2 separate regions of the Sus scrofa genome follow, and region 1 is linked to region 2. The links are chromatin contacts, called in public HiChIP or PLAC-seq maps. All regions are on one chromosome and are shown on one strand. The core of a region is the stretch at or near the end of the contact, and the rest is flanking DNA. Distances in the headings are between cores, read along the strand shown.

Region 1 (5,152 bases), core at 482-2,981, 58 kb after region 2:
TACAATCAATAGTAACTTCTAGATTCCATATCAGAATAAACCCTTTCAATGTATGCTGATCCCACCTGGACTCACAGAAAAGTGACACGCAAACAGAGGGGGAAAGCACCAGAAATAGAGCAAGCCACTATCATGCCAGCAGATGGTATGACTAAAAAGATTTTCAGTGCTTATTAACCTTAGCAAGTTCCCTATAACCACTGAATTGAGAAACAGAAGCAAGTGGGAGGGGAAAAAGGGGGGTGCATCAGAGAACTCTGGAAAGGGTGTAGGGATTAAGTTCTCCCTCCCTAGAGAAAGGGAGAAGGAAGATGTGCAATGAAAAAATAAATTTGGGAGTTCCATTCCTGGCTCAGCAGTTAAGAACTCAAGTAGGATCCATGAGGATGCGGGCTCGATCCCTGGCCTTGCTCAGTAGATTAGGGATCCAGCCTTGCCTTCGCTGTGGCATAGGCCGGCAGCTGTAGCTCCGATTTAACCCCTTGGGAACGTCCACATGCGGGGCGGGGACCCTAAAAAGCTAAATAAATAAATTTTGCCGCATATAGAACTCTCAGGCATCAGATCCCGGTAGCAGAGGCGACCTAAGCGGCAACTGCGGCAACGCCAGATCCTTAACCCATTGTGCGGGCAGGGGATCGAACTCTCGTCCCGGAGCTCCCAAGATGCCGCTGATCCCGTTGCGCGCTACAGCGGGTGCTCCCACGACAAAATTTTAAATGGAGGATTAGGCACAGCAGAGCTTCAATCACAAATTTCCTAACTGTTGTCTTGGCACCCATAATTCCCTATCCTCCTCAATGACTCGAGGACCAACTCAATGAATGAAGGCATAATCATAGAGCTCCTCCTCTGAAACAGGCGAACAATACTTTTGAGTTTTAGTCTTTTTCAGGCGTGCTGGGGGGAAGAGGGGAACACATCAAACTAAACCAAAAACAAACAAACAAAAAGGCAAGCAAGCGCTTTCAACTTTACACAACTTGCAGGAAAAAAAGGACACTGAGGAGAAACGAGATTATTAGCCAATGGGAATCCCGGGCCGGTTCTGGGCGGGCAGCGTCTGCCAAGACAGGACAGAATGGGACCGAGGGCCTGACCCCAGGACTCTCCTCCAGGCCCCGGAGCCTCTCCCACCCCAGGTGGCAGCACTTCTCTCCTTGCCCGGTTCCCCGACGCCCACGCCCCTGGCCCGCCTCACGCCCAACCACCACCCTCGGAAAAGTCCTCAGCTGCCTCACCAAAAAATGTTTGGCCTGGGAAGCCCGCTGGCTGCACCATCCCTTGCAGAACTAGCAAGAGTTAGAAGCCAGGAGAGAGAGAAGGAACCAAAAGAGTCCCGAAGACGCAGCTTCGGGAGAGGCGGGGCAGGGACGAGAGCGAGGTGGCCGCGGCCACGCTGGCTGCAGCATGAGGGCAAGACGCCAAACGCTGCAAACTCGGCTGAGGCGACGCTCTGAGCACCGCTGCGCGGCGGCCGAACCCGCCGGGAAGCCAGCCTCCAGAGGGGAGGACGCCCCGGCCGTCCTGCCACCGCCCGCTCCGCCCTCCTCGCTGGACCAGCTGGGACCGTGAGCTGGGTTGGGCGACTCCGAGGTTCGCACACTCACCGCGCGCGCGCGCGCGCCGCTCCGGCGCGGCCGCCCACCGCCCTCTGCGTGATCTCCGCCCCGCCCCCTGCGCCCGGCCCGTGGACTGGGCCCCGCGCGGCGGCGTCGGGGCTACGTCACGAGCGCGTGCGCTCTGTTCGCCGGCAACGGCCCGCGCGGAAGTTTACCCCATCAGCGTGCTGGTGTCCTTGGAGACGAAGCCGGGTCTGGGCGGCGGCAGAGAGGCAACGACGACAACAGAGCCCCTGGAGAAGCCAAGATGCCGTCGAAGGGAAAGGACAAAAAGAAGGGCCAGGGCAAAGACAAGAAGAAGAAGTAAGGAGAAGCCACACTGGGGGCCCTGCTCCCTGGACCTACCCTCCGGGGATTTGTAGGTGCAGGCCCACTGGCGCCCTTCCCCACCCCACACCCCACCTTCCTGGACGCTCCTCTCTCTCACTCAGCTGCTGAGAGGGACAGCTCCCCTTGCTCAGAAGTTTCCAAAACGCATGCCAAACTATACTGTTTCAACTAAGACAGGATTTGAGACCCTGAAGTAATGTGGAATAGACCCGCCCATGTGTCATGCACTAATGAGAAGGCAGATAAGTTCCCAAAAAACAGGAGTAACATTGGACCCAGTGAAATTAGTGCTGGAGGAAAAAAGAACTGTGAGGTAGAAGAGTTCTGACACTGAAAGCGAAGGTCAGGATACCATTTCTTGGAACATTGGAGATCCTCTAGACCTGTGCTGTCCAATAGAGTAGTCATTGATCGTGTGTGGCTATGATTATAAGTTAGAATTAAATAATATTAAGAATTCAGATCCTCCTTTGTACTAGCCACATTGCAAGTAGTCAGTAAGCACATGTGGCTATGGTGACCGTATTGGACAGCCCAGATATAGAGCATTTCCGTCATCACAGAAAGTTCTGTTGGATAGCACTACCTGAGACCATGGTTCTCAGCGAGGCAATTTTGACTCCCAGAGGACACTTGTCAATATCTAGAGACATTTTTGGTTGTCACATCTGGGGAAATTTAGTGGATAAGAGACTGGGGACGCTGCTAAATACCCTACAGGGCACAGGACAATTCCTAGCCTCGCAAGAAACAATCATGTGGCTTAGAAGAATTTCATTTGGGGAGTTCCCGTCGTGGCGCAGTGGTTAACGAATCCGAATAGGAACCATGAGGTTGCGGGTTCGGTTCCTGCCCTTGCTCAGTGGATTAACGATCCGGCGTTGCCGTGAGCTGTGGTGTAGGTTGCAGACTCGGCTCAGATCCCGCGTTGCTGTGGCAGTGGCATAGGCCAGTGGCTACAGCTGGGATTGGACCCCTAGCCTGGGAACCTCCATATGCCGTGGGAGCGGCCCAAAGAAATAGCAAAAAGACACTCTCTCTCTCTCTCTCTCTCTCTCTCTCTCTCTCTCTCTCTCTCTCTCCCCTCTCTCTCTCTCTCACACACACACACACACACACACAAAATCAGTTGGGAAACCCTGCTCAATGCTTTAAGCACAGAGAATAGGCAGTAAGCATTATTTGCCATACATCCAGCACCTACCAGAGAGTCTGGATCATGGCAGATGCTTACTATTTCTTAAATAAATTAAGGTGTCTGCTTGTGTATGCTTTAACTTGAATCTTCTTTTTTCATCCACAAGAACTGTGCTCTGATGCTCTGGGCTTGTTATTTTTATTTTTTGCTTTTTAGGGCCACACCCAGGGCATATGTAAGTTCCCAGGCTAGGGGTCAAATTGGAGCTACAGCTGCCTACCTACGCCACAGCAACGCAAGATTCCAGCGGAATCTTGGACCTACACTGCAGCTTATGGCAATGCTGGATCCTTAGCCCACCAAGCAAGGCCAGGGATCAAACCCACATCCTGTGGATCCTAGTCGGGTTCATTACCACTGAGCCATGATGGGAACTCCTGGGTTCATTATTTTTTGCCTATGGCCTGAGCAGTTTCTTTGTGGTTGAGATGATCTTGAACATCAAAAGGATCTCTGGGTGACTGAAGGATCTCCTTGGGCTTTCTCAGGGATTCCTTTTGGTTCAAAGGAAAACCCAAGGATTTGACTAAACTGGGTAATTATTCACGTTTCCCCAAACTGATCAGAATTCTGAAATGGGTAGTATAGCTCTAGCACTAAATCTTTGCAGGTTTGGAGTTGCTGCTAAATTGCCTCTAAACCTATTGGATGACCCTAGTGATTCCTAGATGCCTTGGAGTCATACATGGTGTCCAACAACACTATATATGGGACCACAAGGGAATCCTTGTAAAGTTTATGGAGTAACTTGTTTATGGGAGGAATGCATGCTCACTATAGAAAGTTTAGGAAACATAGAAAGTCAAAGGAGAAATAAAAAATCACCTGTGATCCCATCTTCCAAGGATAACCACTACTATAATTTTGGAATATTCTTTTTCTTCCCTGTGAAATGATAGCCCAGTATACATATTTATTTGTGGCATTTTCTCCCAGTGTAGTAATATAAGTATTCTTCTACAGTGAGTTTTTTTCTTACGTAATTGCATACTTAGTCTAGCATTTTTAAAAAGTGCCAAGGGCTTATTGCATTCCTGGAATTTACCGGCATATGTTTTCTATTTTTGACCATGCGTCTATGGTGCATGTATCAACAATGAGAAACATTCAGGGTAACAGACCTCTTATTCCTTGAATTTTTCATGACTCATAGTTTGAGAAACCCTGTTTTGTTTCTCCCTGTGACAAATCTTATTTAATTTCTTGCATAGATTACACTGGGTAGCTTAGACCTGATATATCCAGGGAGAAATTGGGTAATTATAGCAAGACAGTCTTATCATGAATGCCTAAATCCTGGTGGAGAGGGATGTCAACAAGTGTAACCAGTTGAGGGGTTGGGGATGGGGCTAGAATTAATTTTATGAGAACACAGCATGAGGGTGGGACTGGAAAGAGATCAAGAACCAGCAGTTGGGGGAGTGGAGAGTGACTGTATAAAGGTCCACACATACATATGTATGAAGATATCTAGAATTCAAATATAGATGAATTCTTGGAGTTCCCGTTGTGGCTCAGTGGTTTATGAACCTGACTAGTAACCATGAGGTTGTAGGTTCAGTCCCTGGCCTCGCTCAGTGGATTAAGGATCTGGTGTTGCCATGAGCTGTGGTGTAGGTCACAGACTCGGTTTGGATCCTGAGTTGCTGTGGCTGTGGTGTAGGCTGGCAGCTGTAGCCCCAATTGGACCCGTAGCCTGAGAACCTCCATATTCCGTAGGTGTGGCCCTAAAAAGACAAATAAAGTGCCTGAAAAACAAAACAAAACAAAAAAAGGAGTTCTCGTGGTGGCGCAGTGGTTAATGAATCCTACTGGGAACCATGAGGTTGCGGGTTTGATCCCTGGCCTTGCTCAGTGGGTTAAGGATCTGGTGTTGCCATGAGCTGTGGTGTAGGTCGCAGACGTGGCTCAGATCCTGCATTGCTGTGGCTCTGGCATAGGCCGGCGGCTACAGCTCCGATTCGACCCCTAGCCTGGGAACCTCCATATGCTGCAGGAGCAG
Region 2 (5,652 bases), core at 3,088-5,587:
CGCTGGAACAGCTCCTCTTCAAGCCAGGCTGACCTCAAGCCTGAATAAATCCCTGCGGCCCTGCTCAGTCCCCTGCAGGCCGGAGGCAAGGATGTGTTTACCTTGGAGTTTGTCCCCGAGGGTGGGCTCCAGAATGGACTTGGGGATCCTCTTGGTGGCCTTCTGCTTGGGGACTTTGACCTTAGCTGCGGCGGCCAAGTCCCTCTGTTGAGCAGCTTTCTTTCGCTGCTCCTCCTTCTCCAGGAAGCTGAAGGGCTTCAAGGAAGAGAGGAGCAGTTCCTTCCTCTTCTGGATCCCTGCCCGCCTGCGCGCCTCGCTGCGCTCCACGATCTCCTGGTAGAGGGGCAGGTAGACATGCGCAGGCACGGGCTGTGCCCGGAACTGCCGGTGGCACTCGGCCTCCTCCTGGCCCTGCTTCTGGGCCTGCTGCCTCTCGTGCTCAAAAGAGGCAGGGGAGGCCAGCCACTGGGCCTTCTTCCTGGCCTCTCGCAGCGTCATGCGGAATGGCTGAGGGACGGTGATGGATGATGCCCAGGAGCTGATGCTTCTGTGCTGGGAGGGAGGCCTGGAGCCAGAGGGTGGCTGAGCCGTGGGGGTGTCACTGGGCAGGTGGCTCAGGGAGTGGCAGCGTCTTCTGGAGCCGCACCTGTGGGGAGAAAGCAGCTCTGTGTGTGGAGGACAGGGCAGCCTGGAGGCTGGTTCCTCACAGGTCCTCCTCCCTGCCCTTCCCTGCCAGCGAGTCCGTTACTCAGCTACTCAGCCTCCCATCACAGCCCCACAGGACTCCAGGCCTGCCCCCCTCTCAAGTGGCCTCGTTCCTCCCTAGAGGCCATCCTAGCAGCCCTAGTAGGATGAAGAATTGATCTAGGTATTGCCACTTGGCACTCTCATATTTCCATATGACAGAGAAGAGTGCCATGGAGCAGAGGAGGGCTTTAGAGTCAGGCAAGGTTCAAATCTTACTTCAAACAATTCCCAGCTGTGACTTTAAGCAAAGTCTTCTTGGAACCTCAATTTCCTCACCTGTAGAGTGGCAAACATATTTACTCAGAGGGTTACTTGGAGGAGAAAATAAATATTAAATGAGATAAAGTACACGTGCGCCCAGCAGGGCTTGGTCAGTATCAATGGACCTTGCTGCCATTCCCAGGGAGGTAGTATAGTGGGGAAAGGCATGTCTTTAAGCAGTTCTGGAGCTTCAGGTAACTAACGGTTACCCAAAGATTTAGGACTGCTGGGTAGGAGTCAGAACATGTTTGGCTGATTCTGAACTGGAGCCTGTGGTCTGGCAACGTGCAGAAGGGGTCTGTGTTTTACTGAGGAAGGTGAGGTTGAGTCATGCTGTGACCTGGCCAGTGCCAGGCATTGAGGCAGCTATTGAACTGCAGGGCCTTACCTTGGAGATGAGGGGTGGTGCACCTGTGGCTTCCCCCTGCCTTTGTCTTGGAAGAAACTGTCCAGGTCCTCGTCATCTTCAGAGAGGCTCCCATCACTGTCTGGGTCAGAGGGATAAAGGGATTCCAACAGGCACCACCTGCCTTTCTGCCTCAGCGCTTGCAGGGTCTCATAAAAGCTCCCCGTTGAATCAGAAGTAGAATCTGTCTCCTCCTCTGGGCTGAGGAACTCACTGAGCCTGCCAGCTCTGGGCAAAACCAGCCCATCCCCAGGCGGCTGCTCTTCTGTCTCTGTGTCTGAGGAGGATTTGGGGGGAAACATCTAAAATGAAATAGAATAGACAAACTATAATTTCAAAACATAACTATTTTAATTTCACTTTAAATAAGCCTCTATATATTAAAGCTGAAGAGGAGTAAAGAAAAATGTGTTCCTCAGACTTGTGACAAGAGGGAGGGGGGACAGAAAGGGAGAGGGATGGACTGAGAGTTGGGGGTTCGTGGATGCAAACTATTACAGTTAGGATGGATAAGCACTGAGGTCCGACTGTACAGCACAGGGAACTATATCCAGTCTCTTGGGATGGACTGTGATGGAGGGTAATATAAGAAAAGGAATATATATATATGAATGACTGGGTTACTTTGCTGTACAGCAGAAATTAGCACAACACTGTAAATCAACTGTACTTTAATAAAAAAATAAATGTGTTCCTTGCTTTAAAGAAATTTCACGTATTGGTATATGGGGTGTGCTTGGTTGAAGGGAATTCTGACTCTGGATTCAAAGGTAGGTATGTGCTCTAGCTCTCACTCTGCTACTGAAAAGCATGTGAATTTTAGGAAAATTTCTTTTAAAAACAAAACGAGGAGTTTCCCGTCATGGCAAGGTGGTTAATGAATTCGACTGGGAACCATGAGGCTGTGGGTTCGATCCCTGGCCTTGCTCAGTGGGTTAGGGATCTGGTGTTGCCATGAGCTGTGGTGTGGGTTGCATACGCAGCTCGGATCCTGAGTTGCTGTGGCTCTGGTGTAGGCCAGCGGCTACAGCTCTGGTTTGACCCCTAGCCTGGGAACCTCCATATGCCGCGGGTGCGGCCCTAGAAAATGCAAAAAAACAAAAAAATAAATAAATAAAAATAAAAAAATAAAAACGATTTTTTGGATATAATTCACTCAGACTGATAGGGCTAGAGTAGACACAGGTGGTTGTGGAAGTCCCAATAGATAGATAAAGAGGAAAACCTGGGAGATGTTGGGAGACCACTGTAAGTTCAAAACAAAGCAGGCTTGCTTAACCAGTGGAGGTGTGAGAATCGCCCCCAGGTCATTGGGTGGGAGATGGGATAAGTCCTGCATTCAGATTCAGACCCAGGGGAAGAGTTTGAAGGCCACCCTTCAGCTGATTTGAATACACTCCTTACAGGATACTAAGGAGGAGCTCTATTCCCGGAGAGGAAGAGGCGGGCCTTTCCAACCCCCACTCCCCTCGGATGATAAAATTGCGGCCCCGAAGATTAGACCCTCCGCAGGGCTTCCTTGCCTGCTCACTTGTACCTCTTACAAGAGTCCTATCCTAGTAAATCTGTTCCTTGTCTGTCGCTTTGTCTTTCGCTGAATTCCTTCTGCGCAGAGGCATAAAGAACCTGAGCCTTGGTGAGTCCAAACACAGGGTAACTCGAATTTAAAACCGTGGGTTTAAGTCTCAATCTGGCTTTAGGTTGGGTCGGGTCCTGGCACCTGGGTTCAAGTCCCAATCTGGGTTTTGGCTGGGTTCAGGCGGGTTAGTGTTGTCAATTTCGTTACCATATAATTGATACAAATCACTCAAAGTGAACAGTTCAGTGGGTTTCAATATATTCAGAGTTGCACAACCATCACCACAATCAGTTTCAGATCATTTAAATCATCCTCCCAAAGGACCCCATTCCATTTTGTTGTCACTCCCTATCTTCTCTAACCCTCCTCCAAGCCTCAAGCCCTAAGCAACCACCAGTTTACTTTCTGTCTCTGTGGATTTGGGAGGCAAATTTCTGGTTTTTTGTTTTGTTTTGTCTTTTTGTCCTTTTTAGGGCCGCACCCGCCGCATATGGTGGTTCCCAGGCTAGGGGTCGAATCGGAGCTATAGCTGCAGGCCTACGCCAGAGCCACAGCAACGCCAGATCCGAGCCGTGTCTGCGACCTACACCACAGCTCACGGCAACGCCGGATTCTTAACCCGCTGAGCGGAGCCAGGGATCGAACTCACAACCTCAAGGTTCCTACTCGGATTCTTTAACCACTGAGCCACGACGGGAACTCCATGGGGGCAAATTTCTTAATCTCTCTGTGCCTCAGCTTTTTCTTCTATGAAATGGAGACAAGAATCGTGCTTTTAGTCCTGGGATGGTTGAGAGGAAAAGGAAAAACTAAAGGCCATTGCTATGGCTCTATGAATAGCTTGTCAGAAAGCTCAAGCATTGGAGTCCCATTGCTGAGTCTGGTCTCCGCTTGCCTAAACTCGGTCAGTTTTAATCCCACGCCCCTGTGACACGCCCCTGTCGACGGTCTCCAAGGCAACGTCAAACAGTTTCCTCTCTTAGGGATTCCTTTCCAGTTAGCAGACATGATCGCTCCCTTTCTTTTTCTTTCCTCACCTGAGGACTCCACTGAGCGCCGCAGGAGCTTCCCGAGGAGCTCCCCACGGTCATCTCCTCAGCTGGGCAGAGACAGAAGCGTGGAAGAGACAGTGGCGTGACAGCTGCTGTAGCTGCCCTAGCTACGCAGGTCAGGTTCCGCCCCTTTCTCGCTTGGGCCGCTGATTGGCTTCCAGGCAGATACACGAAATGGTCCCTTTCCTCGGCAGGCAAGATTCGTCTTCTGATTGGCTTATTCTCTAGGTAAGTTCTACTTCCGGTTTAGAGGTGGAGGTTAAAGCAGCTAGTGACTGGAGGGCTCTGCTCCGGAAGTGCTCCCGGAGGCGGGCCTAGCGGGGCGCCAAATACGGCGCAAGTCAGCACCATGGCTGCCCGGCTGGCTGGCAGCCGATCGGGGACTGCTCTTTCTGCTGCCCAGAGAGGCCCGCTAGTTTCCTGTCGGAGGTGGGCCGGCGCCACGGCTGACACCGTGTATGATGTTGTGGTGTCGGGTGGAGGCATGGTGGGCGCCGCTATGGCCTGTGCCTTGGGTAAGCGCATCTCCAGACCGGTAGTGGCGGGGAGTGGGGCCCGGGAGGAACGGTGAGAACCGTGGGAACCCTGGCACTGTTTGCCCAGAGTCTGAGAGTTATGTATCTTGTGGTCCATTCCCTGCCCAGAGGAGCCCCAAGGCCTTGGGGCAAGCGTTTGTTCCTTCAGGATGTCAAAGGGTCAAAAGTGGGAGGGAACAGTAGGAGTTCTTCCAAGGCGTGGGGAAACAGACTTGCCCAGGGTTTTTTAGTTCTGGACACCGTTGAAAGGAAGCAGGCATTGCCTATTGAGCTAGGCTGGTTTGTGTTGGTTTTTAAACAGCTTCACTGAGGCGTTCCCGTGGTGGCTCAGTGGAAATGAATCTGACTAGTGAGGAAGATGCAGGTTTCATCCTTGGCCTCACTCAGTGGGTTAAGGATCCAGCGTTGCCCTGAGCGGTGGTCTAGGTTGCAGACTCCTGTGGGATCTACATTGCTGTGGCTGTGGTGTGAGCCGGCAGCGACAGCTCCAACTATACCCCTAGCCCGAGAACCTCCATATGCCGTGGGTGCGGCCCTAAAAAGTCAAAAATAAATAAATAAATAGCTTCATTGAGATATGATTTGTACACTATCATTTAAAGCATAGAATTTGATGATTTTTAGTATATTCACAGAATTGTGCAGCCATCGCCACAATAAATTTTAAAGTATTTTTATCATCTCCAAAAGGAATCCAAACTCCTTAATGGTCACTGTCCACGTCCCCCCTAGGTAACTGCTCGTGTACTTTCCGCCTCTATATATTTGCTTTTTTGGGACATTTCCATATACATGGAATCTACTTAATGTTTTTGATTTTCACGCAGGTTGTAGCTTGTGCTTCATTCCTTTTTACAAGCTTAATATTTTGTGTGGATATAGCACATTTATTCATTCATCAGTTTTGGACGATAGCAAGTAATGCTACTATCATTTTGTGTATAAGCTTTTGTGTACACTCCTATTCCTAGGAGTGGATTTGCTAGGTCACAGTAAACTCTGTTTAACCTTTTGAAGAACAGCCAGTGTTCCAAAGTGGCTGCCCATGTAAAATACATTTCCCCCAACAAT

The links. HiChIP or PLAC-seq counts read pairs in DNA pulled down with a chosen protein or histone mark.
Region 1: a contact with region 2 is called in an H3K27ac HiChIP or PLAC-seq map of alveolar macrophages. The contact joins the promoter of BBOF1 here to the promoter of COQ6 in region 2. A contact is called at or near these places in 1 of 5 promoter capture datasets (liver), 4 of 47 Hi-C or Micro-C datasets (blood, fetal liver and heart right ventricle) and 1 of 2 datasets of contacts at active chromatin or transcription factors (alveolar macrophages).

What each region holds. Positions count from the first base shown.
Region 1 is chr7:97,314,899-97,320,050 of Sscrofa11.1, forward strand. It overlaps BBOF1 (basal body-orientation factor 1), which reads left to right and starts at 1,732. Exons shown (of 13, transcript XM_001929154.4): 1 at 1,732-1,925. The coding sequence starts at 1,870. It overlaps ENTPD5 (ectonucleoside triphosphate diphosphohydrolase 5), which reads right to left and starts at 1,680. Exons shown (of 18, transcript XM_021099509.1): 1 at 1,611-1,680.
Region 2 is chr7:97,254,280-97,259,931 of Sscrofa11.1, forward strand. COQ6 (ubiquinone biosynthesis monooxygenase COQ6, mitochondrial) reads left to right here and starts at 4,338. Exons shown (of 12, transcript XM_001929106.5): 1 at 4,338-4,560. The coding sequence starts at 4,395. FAM161B (protein FAM161B) reads right to left here and starts at 4,396. Exons shown (of 10, transcript XM_021100078.1): 1 at 4,335-4,396; 2 at 4,031-4,283; 3 at 1,397-1,716; 4 at 102-646. The coding sequence starts at 4,396.